Linked DNA regions of Sus scrofa: all the other regions are linked to region 1. The links are chromatin contacts, called in public Hi-C and HiChIP or PLAC-seq maps. All regions are on one chromosome and are shown on one strand. Each heading gives the region's core, a stretch centred on a gene start, on an enhancer-like site or on the middle of the called end of the contact. The rest is flanking DNA. Distances are from core to core; before and after follow the strand shown.

What was found. A called contact is a pair of places that touch in the nucleus more often than the background predicts. HiChIP or PLAC-seq counts read pairs in DNA pulled down with a chosen protein or histone mark.
Region 2: a Hi-C map of skeletal muscle shows a contact between it and region 1, with 5 times the contacts expected there. The contact joins the promoter of PIGY here to the promoter of FAM13A in region 1. A contact is called at or near these places in 2 of 5 promoter capture datasets (fetal skeletal muscle and liver), 18 of 47 Hi-C or Micro-C datasets (alveolar macrophages, brain, embryonic fibroblasts and 10 more) and 2 of 2 datasets of contacts at active chromatin or transcription factors (alveolar macrophages and skeletal muscle).
Region 3: a contact with region 1 is called in an H3K27ac HiChIP or PLAC-seq map of alveolar macrophages. The contact joins the promoter of HERC3 here to the promoter of FAM13A in region 1. A contact is called at or near these places in 1 of 5 promoter capture datasets (liver), 2 of 47 Hi-C or Micro-C datasets (embryonic fibroblasts and heart right ventricle) and 1 of 2 datasets of contacts at active chromatin or transcription factors (alveolar macrophages).
Region 4: a contact with region 1 is called in an H3K27ac HiChIP or PLAC-seq map of skeletal muscle, with 7 times the contacts expected there. The contact joins the promoter of NAP1L5 here to the promoter of FAM13A in region 1. A contact is called at or near these places in 3 of 5 promoter capture datasets (fetal liver, fetal skeletal muscle and liver), 2 of 47 Hi-C or Micro-C datasets (brain and fetal skeletal muscle) and 2 of 2 datasets of contacts at active chromatin or transcription factors (alveolar macrophages and skeletal muscle).
Region 5: an H3K27ac HiChIP or PLAC-seq map of skeletal muscle shows a contact between it and region 1. The contact joins the enhancer-like site here to the promoter of FAM13A in region 1. A contact is called at or near these places in 2 of 5 promoter capture datasets (fetal skeletal muscle and liver), 8 of 47 Hi-C or Micro-C datasets (alveolar macrophages, embryonic fibroblasts, epiblast stem cells and 4 more) and 2 of 2 datasets of contacts at active chromatin or transcription factors (alveolar macrophages and skeletal muscle).

Annotation. Positions count from the first base shown.
Region 1 is chr8:130,019,997-130,023,016 of Sscrofa11.1, reverse strand. It overlaps FAM13A (protein FAM13A), which reads right to left and starts at 1,436. Exons shown (of 24, transcript XM_021100748.1): 1 at 1,202-1,436. The coding sequence starts at 1,228.
Region 2 is chr8:130,525,973-130,528,992 of Sscrofa11.1, reverse strand. PIGY (phosphatidylinositol glycan anchor biosynthesis class Y) reads right to left here and starts at 1,422. Exons shown (of 2, transcript NM_001271967.1): 1 at 1,148-1,422; 2 at 1-49. PYURF (PIGY upstream reading frame) reads right to left here and starts at 1,422. Exons shown (of 2, transcript NM_001271968.1): 1 at 1,148-1,422; 2 at 1-49. The coding sequence starts at 1,350.
Region 3 is chr8:130,465,692-130,468,711 of Sscrofa11.1, reverse strand. HERC3 (probable E3 ubiquitin-protein ligase HERC3) reads left to right here and starts at 1,401. Exons shown (of 25, transcript XM_021100756.1): 1 at 1,401-1,560. LOC102166545 (a long non-coding RNA gene) reads right to left here and starts at 1,308. Exons shown (of 3, transcript XR_001298531.2): 1 at 1,145-1,308; 2 at 434-641.
Region 4 is chr8:130,362,962-130,365,981 of Sscrofa11.1, reverse strand. It overlaps NAP1L5 (nucleosome assembly protein 1 like 5), which reads right to left and starts at 1,416. Exons shown (of 2, transcript NM_001206893.1): 1 at 1,298-1,416; 2 at 518-1,295. The coding sequence starts at 1,416. The coding sequence ends at 830. All of the region lies in intron 22 of HERC3 (probable E3 ubiquitin-protein ligase HERC3), which reads left to right.
Region 5 is chr8:130,330,042-130,333,061 of Sscrofa11.1, reverse strand. No RefSeq gene overlaps it. Among named protein-coding and RNA genes, the nearest start is that of NAP1L5, 33 kb to the left of the region's middle. Within about 2 kb of position 1,436, at least 14 of the 83 cell types and tissues checked have an H3K27ac peak or open chromatin away from gene starts, as enhancers often do. A contact at or near this core is called in skeletal muscle, where this site is marked.

The sequences.
Region 1 (3,020 bases), core at 187-2,686:
AGTATGTTCCCCTTAGGAAAGGAACCTCTTTGGAAAAGGAAAAAGATCAGCAGCTGAATCCTACAAGCTTGGGGCTGAAAGGAAGGGAGTCAGGAAGACGGGCTCACAGGATGCTGAGAAGTTCTGAGCGTGGACATGAGGGTGTCACCTTGCAGTCTTAACTAAGAAAATTCAACCTGTGGGACTAAGCCACCATCTGGTGGCCATTCAGGGCCTAGGTGTCAAAAATTACCCAGCTATGTCTGGTAGGATGCCATCACAGCCTACAACAAAATGCAGCTCTTGCTGAAACCTGAAAAACACATTGGATCTGACCTATATGTGATGACACGTGGGAGAAATGAAAGGTGATAATACAGAATAAGATATTTCTCATGTAGTACCTCCAGGGACAAATATAATGCCCACCTAGAATACAATATCAACTTGAGATTTTATTTATGCATTTGCTATACACTGAAATTAAAAAATTTAATTACAGTATCCTGAAGTTAAGTAATTGAAGATAAATTTGGTTACTGCAAAAGCTTACACGTAAGCACCAACGGAAGTGCTTTGAAATTCATGAATTTCAGCCCTAGACATATACACATTTTCCCATAGATTTTTAGATCAGTGTTATTTACTGCTGCTACAGTATTACAACCAGTGGTTTCTATAGGTGACTCAGGATTCACACACATTTATTAGCTTAGTTAGCTCTTTTACCATCACTTTTAGCAACCCTCCTGAAACAAAAATTCTAGAATTACTAAATGAAAACAAAAATGTGGAATGAAAAAAAATGTTACATTCTCTGAGGGAAATTGATGAATGGTTACTTTAATTCTTTTAATTCATGCTCCATCTAGGCACAAGATATTTCCAGTAGCTACAAGGAAGCGTTCGTATTTAACTCTTTCAGAACAAAAAAAGTCTTACAAGGCTTGAGACTGATCGACAGTAGATCAAGTTCACGGACCCCAATGAGCTCCGCATGCATCGCTCTTCACTTTTTTTTGGAAAAGGAAAGTGGACGAAAAGACGGACTGCCCCCCCCCCCCAATCAACGTCCATGTGAATAGAAAGGAATTTAAGGGAACCTTCCCCCCACCTCCTAGGAAGGGAAAAACTAAGTGACACAGGCATCGCAAAACCGGGAGGGCCGAGGCCTCTGCGCGCCCTGGCAGGGCGCACGGAGGCAGAGGTGGCCTGTACTCACACAGATGGCGAGAGCGCCCGCCCCCATCTCGCAGGAAGTGCCCGGTGGCCCTGATGGAGCCGGGTTGGAACCATCAAGATCACGGCACAGCCCTCAAATTCCACTCTGGCGATGTGCGCGGATGTGAAACCCAGCTCCGGATCCGGAGTCCCCGCGGAAGGCGCGGAGCGGCTCCTAACATTTTCGGAAGTGTGGTTTGGCTTCTGATTTGGCGAAACCCACGTGGCCGGGAGGACTGCCTGGAGTTGAAATTTGATCCAGAGCCTCTAGTACCAGCGAGCGGAAGGAGTCATGTGACCTGGGCCTTAAGTTGCTGACATCTTTTTCGGAAACCTGGCTCGCTAGAGGTCACACACTGGCGCCTTCAGTTTGGAACCGCCAACCACCTGGTGATTGTCATCAATAGGACTTAGCTTAGTGCAGAAAGCAAAGCGAAACACACACCTGCTTCCTGTCGCTACTCATCCCGAAGAGAAATTCACGGAGTCACCCGCCGGTTTCATCTGCAGGCATATTCCTCCTTCTCCCGAGGCAGTTTTCATTTCTATCCCGAGGCAGTTTTCATTTCTATGGCTCCCTAGAAATCGGTTAAATTCTATCAAAATTTTCTTCCTTTCACCTTTATCAGGATTGTTCTACGTGCAGATGCTCTATTTTATGTAGCTGTTACTTACTGCTTCTAATTACATTCAAATTATCTTGCATATACTGGGGATAAACATAAAAGCCCATGTTTCTAGACAGCCATAAATCTACATATGTGATTTACAGTCTGGAAAATTAGCCTCTGGCTGAACCTTCAAGAATTTGCTACTCCATATGCTGTGTCATTAGAAAGTCTGATTTGACAATTTCCAGAACAGATAGCTAAAATATCCATTTCATATAAATCAGAAGGAAACTGCCCTATTTTTTATTATTACTTTTCTGTCAAATCTTTTTTTGGGCACATTTTAGGAGAATGCTGATGAATATTACCTATGAAGTTTCATCTGATGTAACTTTAAAAGGCTTAAATTTACTCCAATCACAAAACATAACAACCTTATATCTTAAGGGGAGGAGGTGTAAGGAAAAGAGAAAACAAATCACCTCCCATTTCAAAACTTCTCTTCAAATCTAGTATTCTTTGTGTACCCATAGCCAACTCATGCTGCCCACAGCGGAGCTAAGGTGACAACTAGTACTAAGCAAACCACAGGACACAGCAGAGTACGTTTTATTTCCACGTGCACACAAAACACTGCACAGACTCGACTTCCACACGGCAGAATAACACCATCCCAAGGCCATACAAAGACATGGAGATGGGAGAATGACAGCATTTTTTCTACTAAAAAAGAAAATTTTGGAGTTCCCATCGTGGTTTAGCAGAAATGAATCTGACTAGTATCCATGAGGTTGCAGGTTCGATCCCTCGCCTCGGTTAAGGATCCATCATTGCCAAGAGCTGTGGTGTAGGTCGCAGACGTGGCTCGGATCCCAGGTTGCTGTGGCTACTGGGGAGGCTGGCAGCTGTAGTTCCTATTTGACCCCTAGCCTGGGAACCCCTATATGCTGTGGGTATGGCCCTAAAAAGGCAAAAGACAAAAAGAAAAAATTTTCAACTTCTAGATTAAGATAATCTAGATGCTGTCACTTCTGCTTCCCATTCACCCATTAGAAAACTGGGCTCAGTGCTAAGGAAAAAATCAAAAAATAAACGTTTGCTAATACTTGAAACATGTGTCTTTTTTTCTGATTATATCAATATTGCTGGTCCATAGTGAAAAATAAGAGCCTAAAGATTAGGTCACCTCAAGGCCTATACACCTTACTG
Region 2 (3,020 bases), core at 173-2,672, 510 kb before region 1:
GGCTATTCCCAGCTCTTCATTAATCAATTCATTTGTCGATGGTTCATATCTGAGGGGCAGAAGAAAACCAAAATGAATCCCGGAAGAGTCTGAGGTTCAATAAACAGTAACATTTATCCAATTCTTCACACAGTTAGAGCCAGAAAAGCAGAATTAGACTGTTTTTCATTCTAAAAGCAGCAGTAGCCAATTCAACCATTTCTCTTAGAAAAGGAATCTCTAATTGTTCCCATTTTAGTCTGTTTCTCTCATTTTCTTTTTCACGTTATTCTTAAGCTATGCCTTAGTGGAAAAAAAAAAAGAAAAGATCTCTCCTTTTCATCCAAATATTCCTTCATGACTCTTTTAAACCCTCAAACGATCCCAGCTAATTTACTACTGGAACAGACACGAGAGGAAAATTCAGCTTCTTCGCTTATCAGAACACCTGCCTCACTGATCCATGAGAAGGAAACCACGGAAGCAGCAATCTACCACCCAAAGGCAGCCACTGATGACACTGCGGTGTTTGCTAGTATTGTCCACGTTCAGGTTTAGCAGCCTGCAACTGCAGAGATGTTTATCCTAAAGAGTCTAGGTGAAAGGTTAAGAAGGCCTTTACAGAACCGGCTGGTCGAGAACTAAAAACCAAAGGGCCGCACACGTAGCTGATGCGCTTAAGATCCTACCCGGCGTTTTCGCAACAATCTGGAAGCTATCACATTTTTCATCGCCTTGCCTTAAAAATCTGAATGCCATGGATTAGTCTTCCGAATCCCGAGTTCATAACCCTGGCTGTACAGGAAGATCACTTGGGATCCTTTCAAGAAAATACGCAGTTGCTCTGGCTCGGCCCCAAGGCCTTCGGATTGAGCCCGGGTGGGGCGTTGCCTAGAGATCTGCGTTTTAAGAAGGATTCCCCCGAGATTCTAAAACGCTGCCGGCGGAGAAGCTGCCCGCCAGGATCCAGGCCTGCGAGTGGCCGGTTTGGTCCGGGAGGCCTGGGGCTCGGCTGGGGCCTCCTCCCGCCCTTCCCGCGGCGGAGCGAGTACCCGGGAAGCTGGCGGGCCCGGGTCCAAAACATGGCAGCGAAGAACACCCGGGTGACCTGAACGTCTCCCCGGCGACAGGGGGCCACCAGGGAAAAGCCGCAGCGGACGAATCTTACCTGAGCGGCTTCTTGGACAGCGGGCACACCAAGAACTCCAGCAGCGCCGGGTCGAAGGCGCGTGGCGGTTTCCCCTCCTTCTTGTTCTCGTCCGCGGACGGCCGCGAGCCCGAAGCGTGCAGGCACCTCCTGGCGACCGCGGACGGCGGCGCGCGTGTCCCTCGCAGCGCTAAGGCGAGCCGACCGCGCGCTCCGCTCAGCATGGTCTGGCCGCCGGCGCGCGGACCTCCGCACCCCCTGGGCCGCTCCGGCCGCTCCAGCCGATCCCGGGGAGTCCCGCCCAGGCGGCCAGGCCCCGCCCCCCGGTGCTCGGGAAACGCTGCCCCCGACGGCTGGAGGCCCGCTCTTTGGTTCCGAGGGCGCTCGGGACCCGACTGCTTTTCCCGCGGCACCGCTCGGTATGGAGAGCCCCGCCTGCAGCCTGGGCTTTCTGCGGCTCTTCCTGCCCGTTTGCAGGTTGCAGACAAAACCCACGCTCAAGTGGAGGCGTCCTGAGTTTTCACCAGGGCCTGTCGCAGGGCCTCCAGGAAGCCAGTGGCCGGACCTCAGAGTCACACAGTGATAGACTTGGACCTCCGTGGTTATCACCAAAAGGAGGTTTCCAACACACTGTCACACTGGGTATGTTAAAAAGCATTACTTGTTTTATGTGTATCTGTCAGTCTTTGCAGTACCACACTTCCTATAACCTTGTTTGGCTTTTTTTTTTTCTCCTTTCATTAAAAAAAATATAAGAACGGGAAAAGAATGGCTTAGTCCTCTTAAACTTAAGATGCCCAGTTTCTTACCCTGGGCTCAATGGCATAATAATAGCACCACTCATTTGCTTCTGTAAATGAGCTTGGAAACCGCAAGGAGTCTAAGTAACTGTGTCCTTTAATTAAGTGGGTGATCCACACAGTGGTTTTTTTCTCGCCCCGCATTTGCTTCTGACTCTCCCAGAAAATGATGCGGATTTGATCTCTTTCTTATAGTGTAGGAGGTAAGTGCCGGGGGTCCGGGCCTGACACCTTGGTCCCAGGTGCATCGTTTACTAGTTGTAGGGCTCCCGCAAATCTCCTAACTCCCCAGCTTTCTTTTCTTTTTCTTTTTTTTTTTTTTTTTTTTTTTTTTGTCTTTTTGCCATTTCTTGGGCCGCTCCCGCGGCATATGGAGGTTCCCGGGCTAGAGGTCGAATCGGAGCTGTAGCCGCCGGCCTACGCCAGAGCCACAGCCACGCGGGATCCGAGCCGCGTCTGCAACCTACACCACAGCTCACGGCAACGCCGGAACCTTGACCCACTGAGCAAGGGCAGGGACCAAACCCGCAACCTCATGGTTCCTAGTCGGATTCGTTAACCACTGCACCACGACGGGAACTCCCTCCCCAGCTTTCTTATCTGTGTAATTAGATTAATTATTGTTCCTACCTCATATAATTCCATCCTGGGGCTTAAAATGTGCTAATGAATGCAAAGAGTATTTAGAAAAATGCCTGTGGCAAATGAATGCTCAGTTAATGGCATATGTTGTCATTTTTATTTTCTCTATTCTTTGCAGCCCAGTATACTAGAAGATTCTTGGTTAGTCATCAAAATCCACCCCCTTTTTTTGTCCTTTTAGGGCCGCACCTGCAGCACATGAAAGTTCCCAAGCTAGATAGAGCTCAAATACGAGCTGCAGCTGCCAGCGTACACCAGAGCCACAGGAAAGCCAGATCTTAACCCATTGAGCGAGGTCAGGGATCAAACCCGCATCCTTATAGATACTAGTTGAGTTCGTAACCTGCTGAGCCACGAGGGGAACGTCCAAATTTTCTCGTTGTCTCGCTAAATATTGAATCTTTTCTTGCATCGTTGGGGCTTTACCACTTCACACTTTGAGCTCCTGGGAG
Region 3 (3,020 bases), core at 152-2,651, 450 kb before region 1:
GATCCTTAACCCACTGAGCGAGGCCAGGGATTGAACCTGCAACCTCATGGTTCCTAGTCGGACTCGTTAATACTGAGCCATGACGGGTACTCCTAAGATTACGTCTTTGTGAGACCTCGACTTCTGTGAGATGGCTACACCTCCAGCATAAATGAATTGTGTTTATCTTGTCCCCAGTGTTTCTGGAGGTGTCCAGTGTGATTCAAACTTCAAAGGTTGGAATTATTTTCTTAGAGGACATCAGCTACCAGACAATTGAGATTCTGCTGGCTTATCTTGCTTGTCTCAGGAGCATGTGGCAACTTGCCTTATGTCCCTGAGAATACATATGCCAGCCAACAGGGCCCTGGCCCCAGGATATGCTACTTCCCCAAACTTCTTTTATGCTTGATCAATCTATTAAATTCTCAGAGAAGGTAATTGCAGACCTGACCTGATTTGAACATCCTTGAGAAGAATCTGGCCTCAAAAGACCTTCCCCGGTTCAAATGGCAGGTGACAGAAATTCTTCCACTAGTAAAGTCATTCTTTTGGGTTAAAGTAGTACTTTCCCAGTATTCTGCTTCTGTCTTGCAAATTGGGGGGGGGGGGCGCAGAAGATTCCTGCAGTCACCTTTGCCGTGTTTTCTTCCCAAGATTTTCTGTGGATCAGAAGAGGACCAAGGGAAGCACCGTGACCTTGGGGAGGAGGAGGAAGCTCAGAGATTCGGTGCCAGGGAAAGTAGGGGAGGGCAAACTTCTTTATCCATTATTGGGCTTTAGGTCACATGGTGACTTTGAGACAGAAGATTTTACCATCTCCCGATCCGCGACTTCTCGGCATGCTCCCCCAGCCCCCTCCTCCAATTTCCCCCAAGCCCCCCTTGATCTGTAGAGCCTCTCTTCTCTTCCACCCTTGTCTTCGAGGATCCCGGGCAAGCGCCCACCTCCTTCCCGCCTCTCCAAAGGCGCAGCCCCGCTTTCGGCTCGGAGCTTCCTCCCGTCCCCCGAAGGCGAGGGAAACAAGACACCTCCACCGTGGGTGGAATAAGACACTTCATAACTCACCCTTAATTGTCACCCTCTAGCTTTTCCCCCTATGCCCAAGGTTTTTGGTCCCCTCTGCACAGAGAATAAGACAGAGCCTAGAACCGGAAAAACGAACCGCTGATCCGTCCCGACCGCTTCCACCCTGTTCCAGCGCTAGCGCTCTGCGTCTTGCAGCCGGATCGTGGCCGACCCAACACCGGCGCCGCTGTCCCCTCCCCGGGCCCGCAGGTCCTGTCACCTCGGGCCGCCCCCGCCTCCCTGCCGAGCCTGGGCCTCGCCCCGCCTCCAGCCCGCGGACCCCGCCGCCCCGCCTCCGCCTCCGACTCCGCCGCGGCCGCCGTGGGTGCGGGTCCGCCCCAGAAGGGCGCCCATTGGCCGGGCGGGCCGTCCTTCACCCAAGCGCATTCCGCCGCCCGCAGGCTTGCGGGGAAACTTCCTTATTATTGTGACGCCGAAATCCGAGAAACCCCGAGCCGGGCCGGTGGCGCTCTTACCGTCGGAATCCCGAGCGGCGGTGCGGCGGCCGCCAAGGTGCGCGGGGAGGGGGGGCGGTCCTGGGAAGGAGGGCACCGCGGGGCTGCAGCCGCGCGCCCGCCGCGTTCCGCGCCGCCCGGCTGTCAGCGCGCGGCTCCCGGCGGGGCGGCCGCGGCTGCTGGGCGCTTCCCGCGGCGACCTGGGGCCCGGCGCGCGGGGCGGTCGGGGCGCGGTGCCGGCGGGGCGCGGGCGGCCGGGCTGCGCGGGGTGCCCCTGGGCCGCGCGGGCGTCCTCGGGGCTCTCGCTCTGACCTAAAGAGCCCTGGCGCCCGGAGAGGCCGGAAGCCGCTTGGAAAATCGGAGCGCCCCCCACCCCGACTCGGCTGCCTGCAGGCTGGGAGGGATTGCGACGCAGAAAGTCAAAAGAGGATCCTCCCCTTCCTCCTCGCCTGGCCCGATTTAAATTCCGGGGCTCCGGTGACCCCGTTGCGGTGAGGGGCGCGCAGCCTTGGGGGCGGGCGGGGCCTCTGCGTTTGGGGGAACCGGGGAGGCTGCGAGGAGTTTGCGCTGGAGCCGGGGGGCTCCGTGGCCTCGGTGACAGCGCCGGTGGGGCCGCGGTGCCCGGCACCACCCACCTCGCGGAGGCCGGGCCGGGCTCGCCCGGTGGGAGTCCGCCTCCTGGGCGGAGCCGGGGCGAGGGTGTGTGTGGACACGTGTGTGTGCGTGTGTGTGCGGACACGTAAGTGCGCGGACGGGCGCGGGGGTGTCAGGAACTGGGACGTTCGGGGGCAGGTGGCACTTTGAGTCATTTGTGAATGTGTGGAGTGGGCACACCGGGACAACTGACCGGGAAGAGCATGTGTAACCTGAAAAAGACCAAGCCGGGGAGGGCTGTGGAGACCGCACCTAAAGCAACAACTATGCGTTGATTCCGGGTCTGCACCGTGGGCTCCGGGAGACGTGCATTTGAACTTTGCGTCGGGTATGTCAGTGTTTCTGGTTGTTTTCTGATTCCATTTTACTGTAGCTTTTAAGTTAGCTTCATTAGGAAGTACCTTAAATTCAGAGCGCAGCCTTCCAGGATTTTTTCTTGCATTCGGAGGCACGGAATGCTTCAGGAAAGACAATTCGAGAGCTCTCTTTCATTTTGGTGTGTCTCCTGGCTTTTTCCACAGATATGAAGCTGTTTCTAGGTTCCTTTCATCTGATGGTTTGATAACATCAAGTGAACTGCTCTCTCAACTCCAGACTGAGAAGAGTGGAATAAAATGAGAATTAACACCCTTTTACAATGCAGTGACTCTGGAGAGAGAGCCGTCGTGTTTTAGCGGCAGAATACTGCGAAGCTCTCTGTTCCTCCTGTCCTTTACCCTGGGAGCAGCAGGGTGGCATTAGAAGTCAGAAAACGGGGGTAATATAGTTAACCCCCCTTTTAAAGCAAAACAGATTAAGTACACAGCCTTGAGCACATGGAGGCTAGGAACCTTCTAGAGAAAGGATGCAGGAATCTAGGAGGAA
Region 4 (3,020 bases), core at 167-2,666, 340 kb before region 1:
AAATTAAGATTTCTACAATGCTAAATAAAGGGATTTAATACTTAAACATCGGGGGGGGGGGTTTACACCTTTGTAAGTAGACACGCTCAAGAAAACACACATAAACACGAGACTCTAAATAATGCACACGTATGTTGACAATATTGTACAGGTTCTACACCCTCCTTCTCAGAACCACGTTGTTTCACTACATTCACATACTCAGCACAGTCTTTAGAATTTGAAGTGGCAGTTTTCTTGGCCTCATTAACAGTACTGTCATGATCTCTGGCACCGGCTTCCTGCATTCCATCACGCTTCTCGAAAAGTGTGAAGCTGAGGTCTAGGTTATAAAAGCAAAGTCTTAAAAGATGAGATTTTTTTTCTTGGGTTCTTCTTCTCTGCGCTGGAAAACTGCAGGGCTAAAGAAATGGAAGAATTGGGCTTTGGAAACACGTTCCGTCTCGGCTTGTGTGTGGGTTCAGTGCGTGGGGCGATGATGGTGTGATGAAAGGGTTTCAAAGTGACGTCTTTACTTCATATCTGCTTGACACCCTTCGTAAGTCTCAACTCCAGTCCTCGCAGAAGAGATCATGAAAACATCATTTTAAATTTAACTCCTTTTCAAGACTTTTCGATGTTTTTGTGTTCCAATTGGAAATCACATTTGAAACGGGCTGGCCAGAATCGGATTGCATCAATTTAGTATTGTTTCAGGAATGTCAGAATTGATTCACGTTGAATTTTGGTGCAAAACCTGAGCCTTTTCAAGTCCACCAATATTAAAAAAAAAAAAAAAATCTGGGTTTTGATCTGCATCGTCATTCTCCTCTGCCATCTCGGCCCCCGCTTATTTCTTGGCGTCATCAGACACTGCAGAGTGGGGACCCTCGTCTTTGGCAGCCGCCGCCGCCGCCCCCGCCGCAGCCTCTGCCGCAGGCTCTTCCTCCTCCTCCTCCTCCTCCTCTCCCTCCTCCTCCTCCTCGTACTCCTCCTCATCGTCTTCCTCCTCATCCCCCTCTAAAGTCCATGCACACCCCTCCATCTCACCGGTGAGCTCTTGGATCTTGGCGAGTAAGGGCTTATAGATGTCGTTGTACTTTTTCTCCAGCGCCTGAAATTCCTTGTCGAATTTGGCTTCGATCTTATCGCACCGCTTCTGCAGCTTTTTCAGGGCCAGGACCCGGCATTTCACCGAGTTAGGCAGGCTCTCGATAAAGTCATTTCTAGGCTTGGGTGCATTCTCCGCAGGGGCCTGGGGCTCCTCGGCCGTCTGGCCGACCGCACCGTCCGAGTCTCCGGACGCGCTGTCCGAGTCCCCCCCTGCGCACCGCCTTCCGCCATTACCTCCTCCACCGCCGCGGCCGCCTCCGCTGCTGCGGCCGCCGCGGCCGCCTGGCCGGGCTCCGCGGGGCCCTGGTTCTCGGGATCGGCCATGTCAGAGCAACCGCGCAGGGGTCTGGGTGGCTCCCGCAGAGGCCGGCACCCGAGCTGCAGCGCAGTGATGCTGCGGCTGCGGCAAGCGGCAAGTGGCAAGCGGCGCTGACGTCGGCGGCGGCGGCGGTGGCGGCGCGGCCCCGCCCCCCTCCCGCGGGCCCTTGACTGGCTCCGCGGCATCAGCTGACGGTCGGGCCCTCGAACCGCACCGGCCGCCTCCTGTTGCTACCCTGCCGTCTCCCCCGCACTGCGGGCGGTGTCAGGACCCGTTTCCTAGATACTCTGCCCCCCCCCCGCCCGCAGCCCTCCCCCAGTGGAGGGCGCTGGGGAAGGCAGCGGGGGTCTGCGGCACGTCTGTAGCAAGTGCGTGGACGGCCTCAGCCGTTTCCACTTGGCCCCTCGAGCCCCCCGGGTGCTTGGGGACATCTGGCCGTGCATCTGGCCTGGTGTTTGTCTCCATCTCCCCGGCGCTGGCGTTGGGCTGCCTTGGTGGGCGCCTCTGGCTTTCTCTGGGGGTGGGGGGAGTCAGCTTTGGTCACCTCCAATTCCAGTGAGTGTCTTCCCAGACTGGTGGAACCGACGCCGGTCCACCCTCTGTGGGACCCGGATGAGGGTGCGTGGGGGGTGGGGACAGTGCAGGTTGCACGCCCATCCCCCCTCACCCGCCCCCCCAACGTACCCTCTGGGCCATTTCTCCGCCCAGCAGCGTATTTACCAGGGACAGAGCCTTTTCTCAGCTAAACGGACCCTGGAAGCAGTTTTGGACCCCTAGGAATAGGGAATCTCAGGAACCCGGGTATCCTGGAATGTTCCAGAAGATTCTTCAGAATCCTTGTCCTGTGGGAAGGAAAAAGCTGGAGGCCGCCCAGGCGCACAAGGCCTTCTGACCCCTGGGGCCCAGGGCGAGAGCCCCTGACTGAGCGGAGCTGAAGCTTGTGTTTAGGATTGCTGTGCCTTAGGGACGCACAGACACACAGGGTGTATGCCAAGGCGCACCACGGTTCGGCATGTGTTGTGTGGGTCTTGCCGGTGATTGGCAGCATCTGAGAACATTAAAAAAAAAAAAAGTTAAATATGGAACTCTTGTTTTCTAGTAGTGAAATGAGTAGACATTTTAATTGCTCATTTATTAAACCAAACCTGCAGCTTCTTGCACAAGGACCAGGGCAAAGATATGGAAGACAAACGTTACTGCGAGGGATTCCGCAGGCATGTTTTCAGATTCAGCATTACTGATGTAAATGTTTTACTTTCATTATATTGGGAGTTGCTGAAGCTTTTTTGTAAACACGTGTGAATGATAGGAAGTTACTCCCCAAAGTGATTTGGTGTAGTCTTTTGGTTCTTATGAATATTGAATTAGTTAATAATAATGTAAAGCACTTAGTGCTGACGCTTAGCAAGCACGTGTTAAAATATTTTGTTTACAAAATAATTAAGTTGCAGACATTATTACGCAACGGTAACGTGCAATAATATTCCCTTTTAGAAAAGGACATGTAACTTACGGTTTCCATATGAGACAGGTTGGGGTGTGGGGTGACGCACTGAGGGTTTGGGATGAAAATGCTATAAATTTGTTTGTTGTGATCGTTGTACAACTA
Region 5 (3,020 bases), core at 187-2,686, 310 kb before region 1:
ACATACTGCAGACCCTAAACTTACACAATGTTACATGTCAATCATATATCTCACTAGAGCTGGAAAAAATAGCCAAATCACAGTTAACCAGATGAGGTCGATAAAGATGGAATAAAGGAGGGCATACAACACCGTATCAAAACAGATTTCATAGAGTGTTTTGTGGTAGGGTCAAGCATAGAAGAGAGTAAATTAAAATCAAGGCTAGTCTGCAGGATTTTATCATTTCCTCTCAAAAAGAAATAGAAGTGTGGGTTATCTCCAGTTTTCTTTGGTTCTCAACAACAGAGCCAAGCAGATTTTAAACCAACTGTCAAGACTCTAAAATATCTAAGAACACGATGCCCGTGTTGCCTTTGCACGTCTCTGTTGGTCGCCAGGGTTGCTGGCGTCGTGAGTCTTCTGGTGTGGGAACGTCTCCATCTTTAAGAGACGCCTTTGTGGGGCATTGATGGGGGCGGTTGGCAGCCTCCAGCAGGAGCCTTATCTTGGGGATCAGTGTCTCAAATGGCTGAGGAAGCGCTTGGGAGGAGGAGGAGGGAGTAGATCCTCATGAATTCTGGGAAAGGTGGATGTTTTCTCCTATGGATTAGATCCAGGGAATTCTCCAGCGGGATGTGACGGAAGCTACTGCCACACCCTTCCGGGTCGGGGTGACCTGACAAGAGCAGACCCTGCGTAGGGCGTGGCAACTGCTGGTCTCTGACGTCAAGGATGCCAACCTAGATGGACTCAAACGCTTGTCCACACTGAGTCGGGCATGGGTTTGGGTTTCCCTCTTAATGCCCTTTCCGTGTGGAGTGAGAAACCGGGATACGCGAGAGAGGAGGTGCTGGAGAAGGAGTCCCACCCCCTGGTGGAGGAGTCTTTGCATCTGTATAAATAAACCAGGCTCTGGTCCTTTATTTCCTTCTAAAAGTCACGGAGTGTGTCCTCCTCGGTTATGTGTGGAGAAAATTAGTTCAGTTGTCAGCTTTTTTTCTTTTTTTCTTCCAAGAGTGGCTGGATGCTTGGCAGGCCTCGCAGTCACATGGTCTTCAGATCTTTTAAAAGCTGATTTTCCTGGGCCTAATCCCAGGGAGTTGGATACCATCTACGGTAATTATTGATTCAGCTCCCATTGGTATTGAACTTCCTGAGAAATTAAGAACTAAAACACACAACACACACACACACACACAAACACACACGCACCTCAGATGAAGGCAAACCCTAAATCAGATGAAGTGTTTGATGGTCAGCTTTTCTTGAGGATTAGGAGACAGAGCAAGCCAAAGAGCAGGTTCAGAAATAACCCCAATCACCACGGGGTCACAGGAGGCCGGAGCGCTTGAGGGGCAAAGGTCAACATCAAGTGCCAACTAGGTACTGGCTCATGGGCCCGGCAGAACCAGCCTGCCCCTGCCAAAGGCTTCTAGTTGTTGAAAACTGGTCTTCTGACCTTTCGTGCCTGGGCGCTCTCGGGAGCTCAGATGTTGGCCCCAGGACTCTCAAGTTCAAGTCACAGGCAGACTGTTTGCCGAGGAGACTTGGAGTCTGCATTTCTGAGGTAATGGGGGCAGGGCCCTCCTTCGATGAGTGTGTGAGGTCATTTGAACCCAAAGCTTGCTCCATTGCTGGCACTTTGCCCCCCTGGGGCGGATGGGGCAGAGAAGGAAGACCCCAGGCCCTCGCCCCTTCCAGCCTTGCCCTCGGGCTGGATGAAATGCAGTCTGCTGATTAGAGCTTGCCAGAACCCCAGCAGCTCTCCTCCCTGGGGTATGCTTTGTCTTTAGTTGTTTAAAAATATAGCCTGAGACAGAAACTTCAAGACACCACATGACCTAGAAATCTGTTCAAAAGTTTTTCCCTTCCTTCCCTGAATGCATCTCAGGCGTTGCCACCTCTGTCTCCACTGCTGTTTGGTTCCTTCTTTTGTACGTGTCTGAGCCCATACAGGCCTCCCAAGATGCTTTAGGGAGAAGGGGCCTCTGGCAGGGGAGGGACTGAGCAAGCAGAGATGTTTGGAGAAAGCCGCACACAGGTTTTGAGGCAAACTCCTTGAGAATAGTCCAAATTTTACTTTTTTTTTTTTTTGTTTTTGTCTTTTTGCCATTTCTTGGGCCGCTCCCGCGCGGCATATGGAGGTTCCCAGGCTGGGGTGAATTGGAGTTGTAGCCGCTGGCCTACGCCAGAGCCACAGCAACACGGGATCTGAGCCCGTCTCCCAATTTTACTCTTTCTGCAAAGAGAATCCAGAAATCTTGCCCACCGGTTGGTCCTGACTGGTGCTTGAAGGGCTGGAGGTACCTGTGCTGTTTTTCATGCAAACGAGGATCAGAGGGGGAGGGCAGTGGGGGTGGGGGAGCACCATGCCTTTCCTGTCCTGCTTCAAACATGCCTTGTTTGGACGTCAACCTAGAAAGAATCCTTGTCTCTGTGCTGATGACAGCAGCACGCGGCCCCGCGTGCTGAAGCCTCGCTGTGTGTTCCTCCAAGTCAATTCACAATAACCCCAATAAGGTGGGTACTACGACTGTTCCCGTTTTTCAGACGAAGCGGCAGAGATGGGGAGAGAAAGGACTGTGCCCAGACCATGGAGCTGGGCCATCCGTCCACATCAGGACCTTAAACATCAGGCAGCCCTTGGCCTCCGCTGGCATCAGGTGCGCCGGTTTCTGTCAACCTGGATTTTGAACGGATGGGAGCTGCTCATTCCCCGAAATACCCAGGGTGCAGTCTGCACCCTCTCCTTCAAGTAAGGTCTTTGGTCCAGCAGCATCTTGGCACCTGGAAACTTGTCAAAAATGTAGATTGTGGAGTGTCTGTTGTGGCGCAGTGGAAAGGAATCCGACTAGTATCTATGAGGATGCAGGTTCGATCCCTGGCCTCGCTTAGGGGGTTAAGGATCCAGGGTTGCCACGAGCTGTGGTGTAGGCTGGCAGCTAAAGCTCCGATTGGACCCCTAGCCTGGGAACCTCCATATGGGTGTGGCTTAAAAAGCAAAGAAAAGCAGATGTTGGCACCTGCCCCCAGCCTGT